Regions from separate parts of the Dromaius novaehollandiae genome. Here region 1 is linked to region 2. A link is a contact called in public Hi-C data. All regions are on one chromosome and are shown on one strand. Each heading gives the region's core, a stretch centred on a gene start, on an enhancer-like site or on the middle of the called end of the contact. The rest is flanking DNA. Distances are from core to core; before and after follow the strand shown. Region 1 holds the start of TPK1 (thiamin pyrophosphokinase 1). Region 2 overlaps TPK1 (thiamin pyrophosphokinase 1).

The links. A called contact is a pair of places that touch in the nucleus more often than the background predicts.
Region 1: a contact with region 2 is called in a Hi-C map of ovary, with 2.6 times the contacts expected there. The contact joins the promoter of TPK1 here to the enhancer-like site in region 2. A contact is called at or near these places in 3 of 4 Hi-C or Micro-C datasets (brain, liver and ovary).

Annotation. Positions count from the first base shown.
Region 1 is chr2:59,552,857-59,558,831 of bDroNov1.hap1, forward strand. It overlaps TPK1 (thiamin pyrophosphokinase 1), which reads right to left and starts at 4,379. Exons shown (of 11, transcript XM_026121431.2): 1 at 4,241-4,379; 2 at 3,908-3,968. The coding sequence starts at 3,950. LOC112996104 (a long non-coding RNA gene) reads left to right here and starts at 4,362. Exons shown (of 4, transcript XR_003262349.2): 1 at 4,362-4,688.
Region 2 is chr2:59,457,919-59,463,711 of bDroNov1.hap1, forward strand. All of the region lies in intron 4 of TPK1 (thiamin pyrophosphokinase 1), which reads right to left. Among named protein-coding and RNA genes, the nearest start is that of TPK1, 96 kb to the right of the region's middle. Within about 2 kb of position 2,348, at least 1 of the 2 cell types and tissues checked has open chromatin away from gene starts, as enhancers often do.

The DNA of each region.
Region 1 (5,975 bases), core at 3,129-5,628, 97 kb after region 2:
GACTGGTGGGGGGGGAAGAAAAGGGGATGGAGAGGGGAACCAGCACTCAGGAATAGCACATGCTTCCTGTCCATCATAGGAAGCTCAGCTCCCATGAGCCCTCTGTGAGCCACAGAACAGAGCAGAGCAGAAGGGCCAGACGGGTTTCTGCTTTGCAGTCCCTCCTCCTCAACAAGACAAGACACTCCTGGGCCCCTTTGGTCTCGGGTTATAGGCCAAGGAAGATATCCTCCTTCTGCATATCACTCCACTAGATAAAATCAATAATAAGCTGCATTTTAAGGATTGTGCAAGGCAAAAAAATATGAATTATATTTGGAGATGTATAAGAATCCAGGCCATATTATGAAACACAATGTAAAATGTTCCTTGTTATAAAACATGGCTTAGTAAGCAGAGCTGGCATTCCGCACTACTAAAAAATTCCAAGTGGCATTCAGAGGTAACCTTCCTAGAGCATGTTGCAGTGTTTCCACTGTTAAGCAGTCAAAAGCATAGTATATGCAGCTCTTAAAGTTCATGGTATTATTAAAAAAAAAAAAAAATTAGATACACTTGTCTCTCCGTACAAATGCCTGCAGCACAATCTGGGACAAGCAGCAGGTGGTAATGATAGTACAAGAAAAGGATATAAACAGCAGGAGGGAAATGGCTAGTCCATCAAAGGATGCTCCAGAAGAAACACAGCCACTCTTTTAACGACTCACAGACAGTAGTGTGACATCATCTATCATCAGCCTTCTACAACGGCGTCACAGCCTCGCCATGCAAAGCTTCTGCCCAACCCTTTGCACAGCAGCACACAGGGCTTCACTGAGGACTTCTGTGAGCTTCCGCGATTTCCTTTCATGAGGAAATAAAAATGTATTTGTTTCCGCATTCAGTACTCAAATTTAGAGCTCAATCCTGCTTTTAAATTCTAACTCATTATCCATTCTAAACTAGGTTAAGCAAATCAACACAATTCTGAAGTGCACAGCACAGCTTTCTGTCTGTAGCCCAGTGATTTTAAACTGCACTCCAGCTGTTTGACTGAATAACACTCAAAATCTCTGAGGCTCTGACTGTATTAGTTTAGCATGGCAGTTCTCAAATTTCTACTACTCGGGCCTCAATCAGGTACCATATAGGTTGATGCAAAATCTGATATCTAAATAAGAACTCACTCTAACTATACTGATTAAAATTACAGAGGTGCATGTGGCCCTGAAATTCAAAATCAGGCATCTAATATTAGGTTCCTATACCCACAAGTATTTATTCTACTCTTGTAAATGTCAGCATTGTAATTTCTGAACATCCTAAAAAAGAAAAATAAAGTAACTAATAACTGCCACACATAGCTGGTAAGCCTTTCACACTCTCTCTTACAGTTTGCCACTGTCTTTGCACAGGGTTTTAGAAAGTGATCAGAAATATTCTATACAGCATGAACCCCCATGAAGGTCCACAGTAATTCAAAGTCCTTGCAAGAGTTTATTCTGTAACCTCAGATCTAGTCTCTAAAATGTGTCATGTTCTACACTAATTACATTATTTAGATGCTTAAATACATATCCCACTGAAGCTAACAAAAGGAAAAACTACTGGCATGTCTTCAAGAAGAATTCAGGAACCCCATTTTATCTACCCAGCTTTGAAAACCTTAGCTTTGAGTTCTAAAAGTGGGCTATCAGATTTTAAACTGCAAAATTGCCAAGTAAGTCTGTTCAGCCTTGCATACCTTGAGCAGGCTACACTAATCTGAAATGCTGTTAATGATGCATGTAACGATTCAGATGTGGGCTTTAGATGCAGTACCATAGTGCATTTCATATGCACACTATTCTGTATAATCAAGTTGAATCGTATACTTGCACTGGCCATTTGTTTGGAAGCAGCAAACTTCTTGCAACCCAGCTGAAGCCTCTGCTCCGGCAAAGCTGTGGGTCATCTGAAAACCATAGACAAAGATCCCAAGTCTTCTCCAACCAGACACAACTTGAAAGGAGAAAGGGGGTGGGGGGGAGGAGAGAGATATCTCGAGGGAATTGGGGACATATGGTAGCCTTACTATCACACAAATGCCTGTAAAAAGCAACTATCTTAGAATATAGGATACGGAAGAACAGATGATACCTGTTCTTCCCAAGGGATAAATTCTTAGGGTATTTTTTGACTCACTTTATTATGCCCTTTTTTTTTTTTTTTTTTTTTGAAGTAGCTATTTCTCGTTTCACAGAAGATATCACACTGCAGTGAATAAAAATCTCCCCTTTATGCACATTCCTTCCTTCTACCCAAAGCAAAGATGCATCTTAAAAAGCCCCCAAAACACACGAACAAAAACCCTTATACAATGCCAAATATGTATTTCTAGCAGAAAAACCCTGCATACAACTTTACTTTTTTTAAAGTTTTGAATAGACTCTGATTTGAATCAATGAAAAAACTTCTCAAATGTAGAGCAAAGCGCAATTGCTGGGAAAATTTTAAACATGTTCTCAATTAAACTGATAGGTGTAAAAATGTACCTAAATGTTAAAAGTGTACATTTTTGTTGAACTCTACCCTTCCTCGATCTCTTCTTACTAGTAAATAAATAACAACACACACCTGACCACAGCAGCTGTGCTAAAACAGAGCAGAAAAGAGCAATGCAAGTTAGAATTCAGCCACCATGCCAAACTAACTTTTATGTAGCTTTAAAATCACCTTATAGAAAGATACATTTACTACTATAAAGGTATCATACTGAATAGCAAGTTGTGCCCTACTGGATTTGATACTGCACAAACACAGTGAAAAGGTGCCTATTCCAAAGAGTTTACAAGCTACTTACATGAACCTGTGTTTATTACATGTGTTCTATCCTTATATACAGATGGTGGGATTAGTGATACGCATTCATAATCATGCTTACCTCTCAGGTCTCAAAAAAAGTTAACCAAAATAGAACACACAAGAACGTGAAAAACTAAAAAACCAAAAGCTTTGCCTTGCTGAACTGAAGAGGTAAGCCAGATGCACATGGTGGGTTCAAAGAACAGAGGAAAGGCATGGCTCTCAGCGTATTTCAAAGACCCATCAAGAAATAAAAACACCAGTCCACAGATTCCCCAGCCAAAAATTAAACTCTACTGGATAACCCAAGAAATTGCAACAATTTACCTGAACATATCAGTTAAACCTGAATGGGTTAAAAAGGTAGTAAACTGCTATATAAAAGTTTCAGCTTGGGTGTGGCATACTTCTGTGTTGCCGGCTTACAGAAATGGTACTGCTACTTAGCTGATACAAGGAGCCCCTCAAAAACAGAACACCCAGGCAGAAGTTCACCTTGTTTACATTTAAGTGTTTTGAAAACAAGCACAACGGTTTAATTACAAAACTTGAACCTGTTATTGCACATCAATTGGGTCAGGGTGAACAACAACAGAAACACCTCATCCTGCTTCCAATCATGCAGTACCATGATACCTGGCAAAATAAACTTCTACCATGTGTCAAGTATGGGAGGTAGTAAATGCCAAGCCTATACCCATGTATTGTTAAGCCAATGCAACTTCCTTGTGTAAACAGTTCTTGAGGCCTGTTTTTGAAATGGGTAAGTTACAATGGTTTGTCCTAAAAAAAGGCAGGGGGGAGGAATTGGGCAAGCCTAGGCACATCCGTTATCCCAGCTTAGCTTAAACTTTCCCAGGTCGTAAGCCGTGTTGCCTTCCTCAGGCCAGAAGCGTTCCCGCAGCTGGGCTGTGCCCGCTTTCACACCGCCTTTCAGGGGGCGCGTTACCTGCCCGCCGAGGCGAGGCGAGGCGAGGCGAGGCGAGGCAGGGCGCGCCGCACCCCGCTCCCGCAGGCGGCCGTTAGCCGTTTTGGCGGTTGGCGCCGCCGCGCGGGGAGCGCTGCGCGCGCGGAGGTACCGTACCCGCGGGCAGGAGGCAGTCCAGCGGCGTAAATACGCTCTCCATGGCCCCTCACCGCGCTGCCTGGGACACAAAACAGGAGGGGGGGCACAGAGAGAAGGGCTCGTTAGGCAGGTGCGGAGCGGGCTGCGCGCCACCCCCGGGGATCACAGCGGCCCCCTTCCCCCCCACACCTCCCCGGGGCGCAGGCAGGCAAGCAACATCCTCCCGCTGCATCGCCGCTGTGGATTAGGCTGCGGGAAGCCGCGGCAAGAGCGCCCGCCCTCGCGAAGGCGGCGGGGGGACGGGGAGGCGGCCGCGCTGGGGGAAGAGGGGCGATACCGCTGCCGCGGTACCTGCGGGCCGGGGCGGCGCGGTGCGGTGCGGGCAGGAAGAGCGGGCAGCCGGCGGAATCGATCGCCGCTGCGATCCGTTGCTCGGCGGTGGATTCAGCAGCGGGAAGGCGGGTGGGGGGAGGGGCAGTGGCGCTGCCGCGGCGGTTGGTGACGCGTCGCGGCAGCCCTTGGGGCGCTCGGCGCCTCCTGCGCCGGGCTCAGCCCCGAGGAGGGACGCGCTTGGCCGGCGGCGGCTGCTGGCCCTGTGCGCGGCTGTTGCAGCTTGCTGTGTTGCTCCCCCAGGCACTTCGGGGGCTGGGGCAGCGAGGGTTTCCTACCCCTCCTCCCAGCGATTCTTGGCGTTTAAAAAACGTAAAGCCGGTTATGGCTGCCTGTGGGGGAAATAAAGAGGAGCTACAGCGCGAGGAAGCTCGTGGTGTTGTGTTGTTTGTGAAGGGAAAAGAAGTCGGTGAGAAATTCCGTTTTATTAAACGTTTGCTAGTGCATGGAGGAGTTGGGTAAAGCAAAGAACGATCCAAGTAAAGAAACTGAAATTTGTGAGTCACGGCGTCTGTGCTAGAAGCGTTTGGGGCTGAGATCCTGTAATGAACAGTTCAGTCAAAAGGAAAGTCTTAATAGCTTTTACCTGGCTACAGTAAACCATTGAAACTGAAAAAAACTGCAGCTCGAACTGCAGGTGCAATCCTGTGGCTAGACCCCAGCATCTTGTATGCGCAAATCTGTATACTGCTGTCTTCAAAAACCTTTTGCTGCATAAAAAAATCCATCAGTTTGGAGGCTTACAGCCTGCCTTTTTTTATTACTATTTCACATATTAGACTTTCTTCACCCCTAAGCCTCAGCCCCTAAGCCTGAATAGTGAAAATAAGTCAGCATACGGCATATTTGTACTCAAATGTGCTCTCTAGTTTTCATGCCCTAGCAAAACAGTGTGAAGTTACAGTCACAGTTTAAAGCTCCATTAAAATTATTTTGCATTAATATAGTCACAAAACTTGCTATGTAGATAGTTCCCACCTGTTTATGGACTTTTAACTAGAAAATGAATGATCTTCAGACATAAAATACATAACACTTGTTAAATTTAATTTTGTGCTAGGAACACAAAGGTCAAATTTTGAGGCCCCAAAAATATGACTCTAATATGTTTCCACCTTTTAGAAAAGTGTTCAATTTGCTGTTATCTTGATTTCTACAAGGGACAGTTATCTGTAACAAATACCATTTCTTACGCTATCATGATCATCTTGCACCTCCTCTTTTGACTTCTCAGTGTTTTCCTCAGGTTTCAAGCCCTACCTTGGCTGGCAGCCCTGACTTTCTGGTGAAATACCAGGTTTTGCCAATTTAGGGGAATTATACCGAGCCCTGCAGTAGAGGGCAGCAAAGGAGCATGGCACATGGCTCAGGGCTCACAGTGACAGTTGTTATCTTCAAGTTTGCTGGTTTTTCTTTGCTCTTCCAGGAATTACACTCCAGCAACTGAGAGGGTCCTGTGTGGCCATACTCTTGGAGTCCCTTACCATAGCCAAGAGGTTGCCTTCTCTTTTGCGCCCTAGGCTGAGGCACCTCTGAGGTGGGATAAGATGAGAAGGAGCAGGTGCAGTTTTAGAGATGTTTGGAAAAGGACAGCAGGTTAAACAACTAAGACTTGCAGTCAAATGGGAGGAAAGTGGAACCAACATGTCAGCCCTCTAATCAGTCTGTACTGTTAGGCTGAGATTCACCATCACAT
Region 2 (5,793 bases), core at 1,098-3,597:
TCCACAGAAACCATTTCAACAGTAAAGGTTTTATGCTGGCCTCTGTGAAGCACAATCACACCCTAAGTTTTCCTTTGGAGAGAAGTGTAAGAACACAGAACATTAACACCTGGAGGTCTATCTTCTGTGAGACAGAGATACTTCTTCACACACTTACTGCAGCAGAATTTGATGCCACCATGCCCCAAACTCAGCGTTTATGTTTTAATGAAACAGTAGTATCACACAGTGAGCAGAAGTCTGTTTTTTCCTACTTCTTTTCCTCTTTTCTAAAAAGCTAATTGAAGTAAACCCGCGTTCTTCTTTCAAACTCAGAACAAAAAGTCTCCTCCGATACACTTGTAACTTCCTCCGTTTACCCTTGCACAGAGACTTCCAGGGAGCCACAGTACATACTGCTTCCAAGCAAACAGGATTGCTTAGAGTCGCTGTGGGGCATCAGGACACTGGAGCTCTGCCCTGACTCGCTGTATGAATGTAAGCATGATATTTGTCCTCGTACATCTTCTCTGCATCTTGTCATTTGTCAAGCCCTTTTTTTTTTTTCATTTAATATGAACAGGACTAGGCCTAAGAGTTTTTGTGCTTACAGTGACTGGCACTACTGCAATAAAAACGAGACAGACAAAACACAGAAAATGGATAACATAATATCTGTGAAACACACAACACCCACTTGTAGATTGCTAATACAGGTCCCTAATGCAAGGACTCTCTCTTACTTATGTCTGTACAGTATCTAATAAAATAAAACCTCTGAGGAAGAACCTTATAATTTCCTTCAGTTCCTCTATGCCACGTGATAGATGTACAACATCTCATTTTGTTGACTAGCTGGGCAAAGATATCCAGCTGTGATTCGAAATTAACCAGTTCTCTGCGCAACTCTAGGCTAAAATCTTGGCTCTTTGCAGAAACAAGAGTGTATTGGGCATAAATGGCAAGATTTGGGTATCAGGGGGTGCCCTGTGTCCAAGGAGGCCATGAACTGCCCTGTGCCAGTTACAGACAGCTGTGAGACAGATGAAAACAAACCACCGGGCACCAACAGTCAGAGAAGCATATGGTGCCTCTTCTCAAACACATTTAAGAAAGGGTGGCAGCTGCAGGCAGCAGGAGGCACAGGAGGGCACATGTGAGGATGCATATGAGGAAACACGAAAGGAGACACAAAAGGAAAGACATGAGGAGACACGTGAGAGGAGATGTGTGAGTAGACACACAGGAGGACACACAAAAGGAGACACCTGCGGAGAAACATGTAGAGGAACATTTTTTGAGGAAGAGGAGGAGACATATGCAAAGGATGATTGTTGGGGACACAGCTGCAGATGTACGCTTGGAAGGAGGAGCTCCATGCCACAGAAGGTATGCTTCTGAGGGGACTGCAGCTGTAGATAAGCCATGTTGGAGCAGTGATACCTCCCAAGGGGACTGCAGCCTCTCTAGGACCTCGTCAGGGAGGGACACCCCAGAAGGGACTGCAGCCTGTGGATAAACCACATTGGAACAGGGACACCTCTGAAGGGATAGTGGCCCGTGGAGGGCCCATGCTGGAGCAGGACACCCCTGAAGGGACTGCAGCCCACGGAGGAACCCACACTGCAGCACAAATAAGAAGCAAGGAGCAGTGGAGGAAAAAAGTAAGAAGCAAGGAGGGGCAAAAAGAGACCACTAGGCCCCAACTCCAACCTCCTGTACCACCCGTCACCTTACCAAACTGATTGTGAGGGACTGAGCATAACACACGGCAGCAACGAGGGAAGTGGAGATTAGGGAGCAGGGAGGAAAGGTGCTGGACTGAAGCTGAGCCTGGGGAAGAGGGAGGAAAGGTATTTCCCTCAGTGTTGGTTTAATTGTCTGTGTCTTGTTTCTCAATACTTGAATCAGCAATTAAAAGTTTATGTTAGTTAGCAATAAATTAAATGAAGGGAAATTCTCCAAGTCCAGAGTGCTTTGCCTGCAACACAAGAGCCAGATCTTGAACTGGAGCCCCTGTAACTTCCAAGTCTTTTAAACAGATTACTACTTAAAAACATATAGAACACAGTGCAGCTAAAGTAGCTGTGATTTTATCTTTAATTATGGACTTGTCAGGAACTGCAGTGGGGAGAATGGGGAAGATTCCTCCTTAGAGAGCAACAGTCTAGTCATCTTGACAGGCAAGTGCTCAAAAGCCAGAGGAAAAATGCTAGGTTTTTTGTTTGCTTGTTTTTCATGTATGTTGCTGTAGACTGATGCCAGCCTCCTGTGACCCATTAACCACAGCGGAGGTGAGAGGCCCAGAGGCCTGTTTCCAGGTTTGCGATTCCCCGGGAGCTCTGGCTGGCCGAAAGGAGGGAGGCGCGCAGCCACACACGAGCGGGCTCCACGGGTAGAGGGCCGCAAGGCTCAGGCAAACCATGCACAGCTGCAACCCTGCAGGCAGCTTAGGCTTGGGGAAAGGGACAATTCCTTCCTATACTCATCTTCTGGGGAAGAAATAAAGCCGAAACTCAGTGAAGAGCGCCTGAGAACCAGGCTCTGGGGAGACATGACACCAGCTTATCTACCTGTATTGTGAAGCAGCTTTAGAAGAGGAAAGAAAATCTTGCAGCCCACATGCAAGCAAAAGGTTGCAAAAGGTTTCACCTCCCATAAAGCGTAACACTGGCTTACTGATTATATTCTAAACAGGCACAAATTTTTTTTAAAAATTGGATTTTGACTGTCTTCACATCTTTGAAAAAGATGACAGAATTGCATGGCCTGTTAAAATTTGATTTTCCTTAGAGTTAAACAGTGGGCTTCCGTATATATAAACAGGAGCATACTGCTTACAATATCCCTTTGATAGACAAATTTATTGGAAATTTGTTTTGCAAACAAATTTAGTAGTAAAATCAGAAACCATTTTCAAATTGAACATTTTTATTTTAAAAGGCATGATTTTTTAAAAAAATGTTGGCGTTAGTTGGGAAATGCAGAGAAATGCAATCGCAATGCAGAAAAAAAGACGACTATAAAGTGTGCAATGAAAAAGAAAGGACCACTGCTCAAAATACTCAACATATTCAGTACATTTGAAATACTTATACTACAAGTATTAAAGGATGTTAAAATTCCACCTTTTTAAAAAAAAAAAATTATTTACTGTGTGGCAACATTAAACCACTTTTTTAGCCAGTTTTGCAATTTTAAAACATTTTCATTCTTCCTTTTTGTCTAGTTGCAATGACTAAAAACAGTTTAAGTTTTAAGCTAACAAAGAGCAAAGCAGCCCTAAAGGCAAAGCTAAATTTTTCTAACAAAATTGCCAGAATAGCAAAAGTATGTCTTGCAAGCAGAAGACAGACACTTAAGTTCCTATAACATGACTCACAGCAGCTTGGCCCATGTCCCATCCTGATTGGAACTCCATAATAAAGTGAGCAGTGCTGTGTTAAATTTTGTTTTCAGGTGAATTAGTTGTGTCAAGTTTCCAAGGTGCCCTATTATTAGAACAGAAAATTTTCAGCTTCAGCTGATGTGAATCTACGTATGCTACTAAGCTATTTAAAATTCTACCATGGAGAGCCACATACGCACCATTTGTTCATAATGCATCCCTTTAGCCCTCAGTTTTGAGGAACCTGTTATCTCACTGAAATTCAAAGAAGTTTTATCAGAGGGGAAAGATTTAAACCAATAGCGAGAAGACAGCTGTAAAGTCCATTTTTCTGCAGCTCTGCAGGGAAAAATACTAAGCTGTGTTTCATTAGAATAAATGAGAAAAGAATTCAGCTGAAAGCATCTATCTGTATCCTACTTTACTCTTCACAATCATGAAGATGAGATTTCCCCGTAAGTAACAGATTTTGCAGATATGCACAAACATTGCGGGGGCACTGCTATCCTCAGAATCTGATACTCAAGACAAATTGTCCATACAGTATAAAAATGTCTCTCCAAGATACCTGCCAAGCCTGAAAACCACATTAATAAAATTCAGAAGGGCAAACAAGAGGCAAGAGGCTGCTGAACCAGAGCTTCTCTGATTTCACAGAATCATCTCGGAATATATATTAAAAAAAAAAAATTCATATCAACTGTATTTGTGAGAGCATATCATCTGTATCAAAAAGCCGCTATGTCCTTGACTATATCAAGATCAAAGTTTCTTCTTTGGTATCATCCATGGTATCTTTTTTTTAAATGAAGTTTTTACCTTATTTTTATTCAGAAGTTATCAGTTATTTCAACTGACCGTTCTGCACACATTCAGTGGTCTCCCCAGGAAGCATATACTCCTTTTGCCCAATAATAATGCAAAGCAAATGCTTCTCTTGCAGAACTGCTAAATTTGGTGTCATAACTAGACTTCATGAATAGCTTCTTGAGCCAGAAGTTGAAAAATGAGATAAATCAATGCTTTAGAGCAAGCATTTTTGAGGTATTACACATTGAGACAAACTTCTCTTTAGTCTTTAAACCATTTTCTAATGACACTATACCTCAGGTTCAGGAGATTTGGGTACGTAAATAAAATAATGTTAAAACAAGGTAAGTTAATATAACATTGAAAGTGATTAGAAAACAAACTACTCCAATTCTGTCTTTCCGACACTGTAAGCACCTGAGAACTTACCCTGGGGACACCTGGCAGGTAGCTAGAGCGGGTAGCAGACCGCTTTGCTTTGCTCTGTTGTGCTTGCTTACAGCTTGTGCCCTGTGCGGAGCACCTTAAGCTTTCAAACCAGGTAGCACAAATTAGAATCCAGGGCCCTATGGAAACTAAACACATGCTGAAGTGCTAATGAAATCTGACCCGGTGTAAACCTACATGTATGTAAGGTTTACTGAACAGGAGGGATTTGCACATATGCCTGAATTTAAGCATAAACTTCAGTGACCTGTGGACTTCTATGAGCATCTAGCAGCCTGGGAGACGAAAGCATGCAGTACCTTATGTCTAAGTAAAAATTCTTGAGGGTTTCAAAGCTTTGTACCATACATTTTTACACTAGTACAACCACATCTTTTAAATAAAACACTACTTGACAGGATCTCAGTTTCTTTAAATACAGAATGTTGGCCTGAGAGACTTCATGTCCTCCTACTATACATACACAGGGGTCAAATCAGTCTAAACCAGGCCCTTTTGACAAAGATTTGCATATGTCACACTATAGTCTCCTGTTTTCTTCAGAACAAATATGGGCTGAATTAGGATTACTTCAATACTTTTTCCTTTTATTCTGGTGTTAAGAAAAATCACATTCTAAAAGAGGAATGAGTTATCACATGGTAATACTTTGTGTATTTTCACTGCAAAGCTAACCAGAAATGTCTGGGAAATGCCACTAGAATCTAGCATTAAACAAAATTTGCAACTTCCTCTGATAAACTAAGCTATAAATGTTGTTATTTGGACAAACTCGCAGGACATGTGACTGGATAAACCAGGAGCTAAACTCATCAATTCCCATGCCCTCCTCACTCAAAGGCAAACGTGTTGAGAGCCTCAAAGTACTCAAGGGCAAACCCGATTGTACTTAGTTTTCATAGGGATGTCTCTATGTCTCCCTTCACACCCTCTAAAATATTCAGCTCACCTTGAATCTCTCTTGCCAAGCTACTCTCAGTGCAGAAGGAAAACACGTACTTAAAGCCCTCTCCTACTAATCACATCCAAATAAATAAAAAGGCATCATTTAATCCTTAGTCTGAACCAAGAATAACAATAATACAGAGAGAGAGGAAGTCTGAGTACACAGGTTTTTTTTCACCTAACTTAAGGGTGACCATTAAACTCCACTTTTCTCTGCCATTTGT